Linked DNA regions of Sus scrofa: regions 1 and 3 are each linked to region 2. Evidence: chromatin contacts called from public Hi-C and HiChIP or PLAC-seq data. All regions are on one chromosome and are shown on one strand. Each heading gives the region's core, a stretch centred on a gene start, on an enhancer-like site or on the middle of the called end of the contact. The rest is flanking DNA. Distances are from core to core; before and after follow the strand shown. Region 1 overlaps MDFIC (myoD family inhibitor domain-containing protein). Region 2 holds the start of MDFIC (myoD family inhibitor domain-containing protein). Region 3 overlaps MDFIC (myoD family inhibitor domain-containing protein).

Region 1 (2,700 bases), core at 137-2,636, 66 kb before region 2:
AACTCCAAAGGAAGTATATTTTGAATATTTACATTTGGCCCTAAAGTAACACTTATTACTATAAATACTCTGGATAGATAATTGTTTTAATTTATTTTTACAAACAGCTAGTTCAGTATTTCAAGTAAATAAAAAGCAATGATTTATACTTTGACATAGTCAACTTTGATAATGCCTGCTCTCCAAACACACATACACACACCCTTCTCTTTGTATTACGATTATTCCATTTAGCTTGTTGGCTGAGCAATGAAATTTATTAAAATCCTATTTTCCAATGGACTGGCAAATATTGCATTGGAAAACAGAATTCTAAACCTTTCTCCCACACAATTATTCTGACATGGAATGGAAGGCACTCTGCCTGAGAAAACAGAACAAAACAAAACAAAACATCATCCAAGCAAATTAAGTATTTTGAGGAATGCAGCACTATATCTTGCCAAAGTCACAGAAAATTTGTTTCTGGAAGTTCGGATTATAATACTACAGTCATATCATAAAGTGCTATTATTATCCTTCCACTAAAATACTAGTACTTCTCTAAGAGAGGTTTTTATGGGGGGAAAAATGAATAAGATTTTACAATACTACTAAAACTAAGAATGAATTATTCAATTCCAACTTTAACTTTCTAATTTTTTTTTCTGGTTTTAGACTCTGGGAATGTGTAGTTGACTGAAAAACCACACGGAGTAAGGAGAAATCTTGATGGACTTGGAAGGCAGAAGTTCTGAGTTTGAAGTCTGCCTCAGCTGAGTTTCTTTTTGCCTTTCTTTTAACTTAAATAACTGCACTCCCTTTAATCTCCCCACACTATCTCTCTTATACTACCTTCAGTGATTCCTGAGGTTTCCACCATAATATTGCGGAATGTTAAAGAATAAGTACCTATGGTTTCCAATTTATGTTCCTGCTTGTTTCAATGTTTAGTAAACACTTATGATGAGCCAGGCACTAGGCTATGTGCTCAAAGTTAAAAGATAAATAAAACAAAAATCTCTGCCTTCAATGGATATTACAGATTATTGCAGGAAGACAGTTAAGCAAACAAAACTCTAGAGTCATTTTGTATTGAGAGGACACTGGGAGGAACCAAAAGAAGAGCTATTAGCCCATCAGGGTATGAGGAAATGATGCTTGAGTTGGGCTCTGGAAAAAAAAATATATATGTCAAAGCCAAGAAGGCAAAAGCGAGTGAGAAGAACATTCTGGAATGAGAGGAGAGAAGCAGGAAAGGCATTTGGCTGTGTCATTAACCATGTGTATAGGGACCTTTATGCATAGCAGTGAAGGCACAGTTTTAAGTATAAGGAGTTAAGTCCCAGTTTGCACTGTTGAGGAGAGAAGGGGAAGTGGTGAGGTCAAGGAAAGATATTTTTACCATTTTACCAGCAAGTCTCAAGGAAGGAGGGGGCGTGACCTAGCTGAGTCACCTAGTGGGCTTTTCAAGCTGTCCTGCTCCATCGCCTTTAAGGGCTGTGTGCCCCACCAGACTGCCTCCTAGTACAGTCAAGGCTGTACTCCTCCTACGATGACATGATGCCTGTCCTTATGGGGGGTTGTGAAAAACTGCTACGCTATGAATGCAAGGTGGAAATACATTGAAAAAGGGAGGAAGAAGAGTCTGGAAAGGAGACAGAGAAGGGTCTTAAAGGTAAGCAGCCAAGAGACTAGTTTAAAGAACGGGAAGCAGAGGGAACCAATAAAATGGGAGGCTAGAGGGAGGATGGGCTTAAGTCCATCCATTTAAGTTCAAAGCCTTCCTAAAAAACCTGTTAGCATCCCTGGCTTGACGAGTTTCAAACCAATTCATCATTTTACCTATAGTAAATAGTTCATTACTAAAGTACCAGTTACAGTCTATCAAGAATGCAGGTTCTTAACATATAGCAGGATATACATTTATATAAATTTATATATTTTAATGCAACCACTAATCTAATGTCATCAACAAAATCTTAGCATTTACATCACAACACAGGTTATATTCAGTGCATTAAAAACCTATACAACTTAACATCAGAAAAGGAACTGAATACAATGTTTCCCTTAATTTTTGGTGGCTTACATAATTGCAGCTATAGAATTTCTGCCTTAGAGAAAATATAATGTTTCAAAGAAATATAAACTGGATACAGACTGATGTCCTTCAGAGAAGTCTTAAGTATCTGGCTATACACTTTCAGAACGGGGCATTCCAGGCTGCCTATGGACTGGTCTTTTCCGGGCTTATCTCTCCTGATCTGACGTCTCCAAAATAACAAAGCTATTTATATGGTTCTCTGAACAAAACACACTATTTCATAAGCCCTCTTTAGCCTTGAATGCCTCCTTCAACTCCCTTACCTGGTCTTATCCTTATGGTCTCTATCCAGGCATTGCCTTCTCCAAAAAGCTGACATTCCTGACCCTTCCTTCCTTGAGTGCTCCTTCATGATGATGATAACAGCAGCTAACACTTAGCCAATACTTCATCCTAGCCAGGCTCTGTTCTGACTCAGCTGAATGCAACATCAACTCAACTCTTCACAACAATCCTCTGATATAGGTGACTAATTATATTGCTACTTTATAGATAAGACATTGAGGTCAAAAAGAGGTTAAGTAACTGACCCAAGAACAGATCATGGGTCACTGGTAAAGCCAATATTTGAACCCAAGAAGACTGGTCCTAGAGTCTGTGCTGTAATCACTAGG
Region 2 (2,700 bases), core at 101-2,600:
CAGCGGCAATTCTGGACCTGATAAAGACAGAGAACTGAAGAGAAGTGGGAAAGTGCTTCAGAGCCCACACAGTTGAGTCTTAGGCCCTGAAATGCATATGCTTAAGAAAGAAGGGATCCTGTCATCTAGTTTCTCGGCAGCCAAAGGAAGGGGGAGTGGAGGGACCAGAGGATCCCCGCCCTCCTATCCGGTTGTTGATCTAGGGCTGCAATCCCAGAGAACTCGCTGGAAGTAATGCTAACTATGCAAAAGTTCACAACCAAACGATCGGATCAGTCCTCGCACCAGTTGCCTACACAGAGACCACAATCAGTAACCGTGTGAACAAGTTTTAAAATGCAACAATACTTGCAACTTGCAAGCGGCACTCACCCTGGGCTGGGGCACCCAGCCAGCCGCCGCCCTCCTCGGCCCCGCGCTGGGGCCCGGGAGTGAGGGCTTCGCCCGCGCCGGACATGGGCCGCTCCACCGAGCCCTCGCCGCGCCTCCGCCTAGCTCGCCGCCCTGTGGGGCAGAAGCACGAAGGGCTGGGAGATGTTGAGTGGAGGGAACCAACTGCTTCTGGCCAGGATAAGAAAAAGAGTGTTTGGAGAGAAGAGCACACCACCCCAGCGGGACATTCCCTCCCCCTCTGCTTCCCTCCCCCAAACCCCACCCCGGGGAAGTTTTGATTTGAAACCCGGGAGGAAAACTGTTACCCACCACTTTGATCAGCGAGACCTGGGGGTCAGAGGGAGGCACCCAAGGGAGAGGGGCTGAAAGAGAGATCGGATTTGGGAGAAGCCAGGGGGAGGGGAGCAAACCCCTCCTCCAACCACCCAGACGACCGCCACCTACCTCGGCATCCCCCCAACTCGCTCAAAGCCCCTTCCTCTTCCTCCTCTTCCGCCTTTAGCGAGGCTCAGGCAGGGGCCACAGGTTTCGGCAGACTGACGGCGGCGGCTGCCCCTGAGTGGCCCCCGCCTCCCTCCGGCTCAGCAGACACCGCAGCAGCGGCAACCGCAGCGCGGCCGCTCCTGTGACTGGTGCTCTCCGCCCCTTCTTTCCAGCCAGCTCAGCCAGGCCGGTTCCCCTCCGAGGGGGACTTTTCCCCCCTCTGCCTCTCTTTCCCCTCTTCCACCACTCCTACAGGCCAGAAACACTTCTCCCTCTGTTGCTCCTTTTCATCATATCCGGATAGGGAGGCCTCGAACTCTTGGCTCTCGGCCCCGAGGCTGGGGGCGGCGCGACCCGGCTGGGCCACCAGCTCCCTAGCGTGCGTCTCTGTCTCGGTCAGGAAGCCGAAGACCTACGGGGCTGGCGCTGGGCTCCAGGCAGAGGAGTACCTCCCCCGGCTGGGAAAAAGGAGGTTGTTGGCTATTCCCAGGCTGCCCAAGAGTGCCCCTCCCCCAGAGTCACCCCATCCCCTTTCTCCCAATTCCCTTGCCCAATCCTGCCCCAGACCCACTGACATTTTGGGAATGCTCTAAGGAAAGAAAAAAAAACCTTATGGGTGGACAATGCAAAACGAAAAAAGTATCGCACTTTGAGAATGGAATACAGAAAGGATGGTTTTGAAACCTTGACCCCTGGCTCTTCATCTCTTCATCTAAAGTAACCTTTATTTTGTTTTTCAGTTCTCTGTTTGTCTTGGTCAAACAGGATCCTGGATCAGGTAAAACCTGCTGCAGTTGCATGTGGAGGCTAGAGGCATCTGGGCAGGCAAGGTTGACACCCTTGAGGATGTGCTGGCCCAAGTCCTCAGGCCCAATCTAAGGCAAGCCTAATGCCTTCTCCACTGATACCTTCTGCGGGGAGATAAACTTGTAGGAAGTGAACAGCTGACCAAGTCTCCATTTATAAAGGAGACTTTTTCTGATTGCAGTTTAATCTGATGAGCCAGAATAACAAATACAATTTGCAGATAGAACGTTTTTTAATAATACCTTCAGATAATTTTGCTCCCTATTTCATTGTGAGTGAAACTCAAAATTCATTTGTAGAAAACTCAGACTCATTCCCTGAATCTCTTGGACAAGAGAGTCATCAGAGTCATGTTATCAAAGTTGAAGAAAATGTGCATAGGATACATTTTCCTTCTAGGTGTATGAATAATATCTCAGAAATTTTATTTCTTAAATAACTGGAATTGATTCCAACTGATTAAAGGTAGGAATTAGGCCTTCTCAAAGAGTCAAGTGCAACCAAACTTATTCTCAATTAAACCTTAAAAAAAAAAAAAAAACAGGTTTTGAAGTTTCCAATGATAGTTATTCAGACCATACTCCACCCCAAAAACAGAATGACATTTTGCCCATTGACCTATGACTAACAAGTGCTTTTTTTTCCCCCTCAATTTAGACATTTCAGGAATGAAGTGTGTAAAAGTGTCTTAACTCTCTGAAGATTTGTCTAGGGGCCTGGACTTTTGAAATCTCCTTGATGAAAGCAGGTCAATTCTGCATTACCATCAGAGAATAAACATGTAGGAAGTATCCATGTGTACTGCAGGAGGATAATCTGTAATCGAAGGGATGGGATAGAACTTAGCAGCTCTGGAAAATTCTATTTTATTCCTTTCATATATTTCCTTGCCTAATTTTTTTAATATACCTACACTAAGATGTTAAATTCCATGAATATTTAAGAAACTACAGCACTTCTAAGTAAGTCATAATCAGTGATAAATATTTGTTAATTTAATTTCACACAGTACTTAAT
Region 3 (2,700 bases), core at 46-2,545, 87 kb before region 2:
TAAAAGCATCTTACATGACTGTTGGAAATATCTGTGACTGATCTGAGAGCCTTTGTTCTGTTTAAAATGAGATTGAAGGAGCTCCTGTTGTGGCTCAGTGGTTAATGAACCCGACTAGTGTCCATGAGAGTGTGGGTTCGATCCCTGGCCTTGCTCAGTGGGTTAAGGATCTGGTGTTGCCGTGAGCTATGGTGTATATCACAGACGTGGCTCCGATCCTGTGTTGCTGTGGCTTTGGTGTAGGCCAGCAGGTGCAGCTACAATTTGACCCCTAGCCTGGGAACCTCCATATGCCTTGAATGTGGCCCTAAAAAGACAAAAAAATAAAAATGAGATTTAAGATTCATCTTTATAAGAATACATTAGTTTAATAATAAAATTATCCCAAATTTATTTACCAAATCATATGTGACCCAAAATACTATGCAATTATGAGGAAAGTAGTTTGTTACAGTGAAGGGAACCCTAAGAAAATTGTTTGCACAGTAAATTCAGCTGTATTCTAAATAAGGTGTTCTTTTTTTGTCTTTTAGTTTCCTTAAGATGTGGTATGACAGGTGCTTTGAATTTCTTGGAACAAAGACACCAAACAGTGGAGTACAGGGAAGGGTAAAGAACAGAGAATTCTGAGAATAACCCACAACCCATTTTTGAGCAAAGGCAGATTTGTATGTGTCTTGTCTTGACTAATCTCTAATAACATTTTCTGTGACTTAAAATGCTTGAAAATACTATCTTAATCAGTCCCCCATCATGTAAACTATATACTAAGAATCGGGTTCATTATCATTTTTAACAGGCCAACAGTATGAAAAAGAGCAGTCGTAGATTAGAGCATGAGCAGTCACTTATGTGTAATTAGCAATTTAGGAAATTGCATTGAGATCAAAACTGACTCTAGCTTTACCATCAAAGCCACTGCGAACCCACAGGTGCTCCCATGTCTTCAGCTGCAAAGGCTCACATCCGCCCTGCAGGGGCACAGGGCGGGCTCACCGTGCAGAGAAAGAGGCATTCTCTTCCCCAGATAGTGCTTTGCTGCAACTGCTTCTCAATATAAAATAAACAGGCTAAAAGTTGGTTTTGGTCATCCTGAATCTTAGCCAGGATGGCTAGGTCAGTATCTGGCCTCTGTGAAAAGCCAGCTGTGAGGGACAAGACACAGACATCTCAAGGGAGTTCTGCTCCTCAAGTGATCATGGGGCAGGAAATATTTACAAAGACGGCACGGTAGCTCAGCTCCAAGTAGCTGCACGTCTCCAAGCCAGAGGACGCACAGCATTCTGGCCTACGGCCCTAGAATGACCTGCTGCTTGCATAAATTGGCCTGAAGTACGCCTCCCACACAGAGCCCTCTGGCACACTGCTGTCCCCGCGAGGCCATGCAGCTTCGCCAAAACACAGTCAACATTTTCCTAGTAGGGAAGAAAGTGAGATAGGTCAGGAGGTAAAAGCAAGAGAACAGCTACATTTTCCACTGCAGCACAAAGACGACCACACTTTAGGGAAACTGAACAATAACATCTACTATTATCTTTCAATAAATGCAAAAGAATCATAGAAAAAAACCAGCTCCATTCTCCCACACCCCACTAAGGGACTCCTCAGTAATTTTCCTAGCATGTATCCAAATCCTGGAATCTGTCCTCCTCCTATGGGAAGTGCATTTGGATTTTAAATTACACTAAATGGATAGCACAGATTCTTTGATTCTTATTTGTTTATCTTGCTGCCTGAAGTTGACTCATTACTGCAAACTCTCAAGATTTATCCAATTACTGTTGGTCATGACTTCACTGTAGCACTGATTCAAGCAGCCGTTTTTAACGAGTCTCATTTTATAAATAAATAAAGTCTAGGAAGATAACATATATATCAGGTCACTTTTTATTTCCCAGGAGCTTTACACAGGTATTTGCCCAGAAATAAACACTCAGATGGTAGAGGTATTTTATTTAATACACAATAAATGCAAAGTTAGTATGCAGACAGAGAGGTAGGGAAAGAGATGCTAAAAAATTATCAATGATGAAAGTATTATTAATGTTGGATTACTGAAACTCCACGACATTTTAAGATCACACATTTGGTAGCTAATAATAACAGTTCTGTCCTCATAGGGTTATAGTAAGGATTAAAAGAGTCAATGTATATGAAGTATTCAATAGAGAATTTATCATGTAAGTACTTACTAAATATTATTACTGTGATAGCAACAAAGATGATGGAAAAAGATTTATAATAGAGAGGCTATAATGTTTTACCTTTTGATGTTTCATTCACTCTGATTACCACACCAAAATAGAGCCATTCTATTTTAACCTAAGGAGGTTTATAAAAGGCTCTGTACATAGTTCAAACACTTAAAAAGAGAGAACCAAGAAGGCAATTCTAAGAGACAGAATCTGCAGAAGAGTGGAGCAGAAATCTGCCCGGAAAGATTTAGTCAGTCTTGTGTTTGGCTACAGCAGAAGCTTTAAAAATAATAATCTTTTTCCATATTTAAACTATCATCCATTTATTCTCTCAGGAAGCTAGAAAGCAAAAACAGAGTGAAACCACACTTGAATCTATTCAATGCTGACTTTATTAAGTTGGCCAGTTGCAATATCTCTAATCCAAAAAAATTAATTAATAGCAAGGTTGCATATAACTTTTGGATAACAAAATCTACTTTAGAGCTTAAAAGTATTTTCCTAG

Evidence for each region. Hi-C and Micro-C count contacts between places; a contact is called where the count stands out from the background. HiChIP or PLAC-seq counts read pairs in DNA pulled down with a chosen protein or histone mark.
Region 1: a contact with region 2 is called in a Hi-C map of subcutaneous adipose tissue, with 1.5 times the contacts expected there. The contact joins the enhancer-like site here to the promoter of MDFIC in region 2. A contact is called at or near these places in 8 of 47 Hi-C or Micro-C datasets (embryonic fibroblasts, fibroblasts, heart right ventricle and 3 more) and 2 of 2 datasets of contacts at active chromatin or transcription factors (alveolar macrophages and skeletal muscle).
Region 3: an H3K27ac HiChIP or PLAC-seq map of skeletal muscle shows a contact between it and region 2. The contact joins the enhancer-like site here to the promoter of MDFIC in region 2. A contact is called at or near these places in 6 of 47 Hi-C or Micro-C datasets (embryonic fibroblasts, fibroblasts, liver and 2 more) and 2 of 2 datasets of contacts at active chromatin or transcription factors (alveolar macrophages and skeletal muscle).

What each region holds. Positions count from the first base shown.
Region 1 is chr18:31,057,840-31,060,539 of Sscrofa11.1, forward strand. All of the region lies in intron 3 of MDFIC (myoD family inhibitor domain-containing protein), which reads right to left. It overlaps LOC106506806 (a long non-coding RNA gene), which reads left to right. Exons shown (of 5, transcript XR_001302370.2): 5 at 658-2,700. Among named protein-coding and RNA genes, the nearest start is that of MDFIC, 66 kb to the right of the region's middle. Within about 2 kb of position 1,387, at least 14 of the 83 cell types and tissues checked have an H3K27ac peak or open chromatin away from gene starts, as enhancers often do. A contact at or near this core is called in alveolar macrophages, retroperitoneal adipose tissue and subcutaneous adipose tissue, where this site is marked.
Region 2 is chr18:31,124,314-31,127,013 of Sscrofa11.1, forward strand. MDFIC (myoD family inhibitor domain-containing protein) reads right to left here and starts at 1,351. Exons shown (of 4, transcript XM_021079120.1): 1 at 838-1,351; 2 at 373-504. The coding sequence starts at 457.
Region 3 is chr18:31,037,151-31,039,850 of Sscrofa11.1, forward strand. All of the region lies in intron 3 of MDFIC (myoD family inhibitor domain-containing protein), which reads right to left. All of the region lies in intron 3 of LOC106506806 (a long non-coding RNA gene), which reads left to right. Among named protein-coding and RNA genes, the nearest start is that of MDFIC, 87 kb to the right of the region's middle. Within about 2 kb of position 1,296, at least 32 of the 83 cell types and tissues checked have an H3K27ac peak or open chromatin away from gene starts, as enhancers often do. A contact at or near this core is called in alveolar macrophages, liver and skeletal muscle, where this site is marked.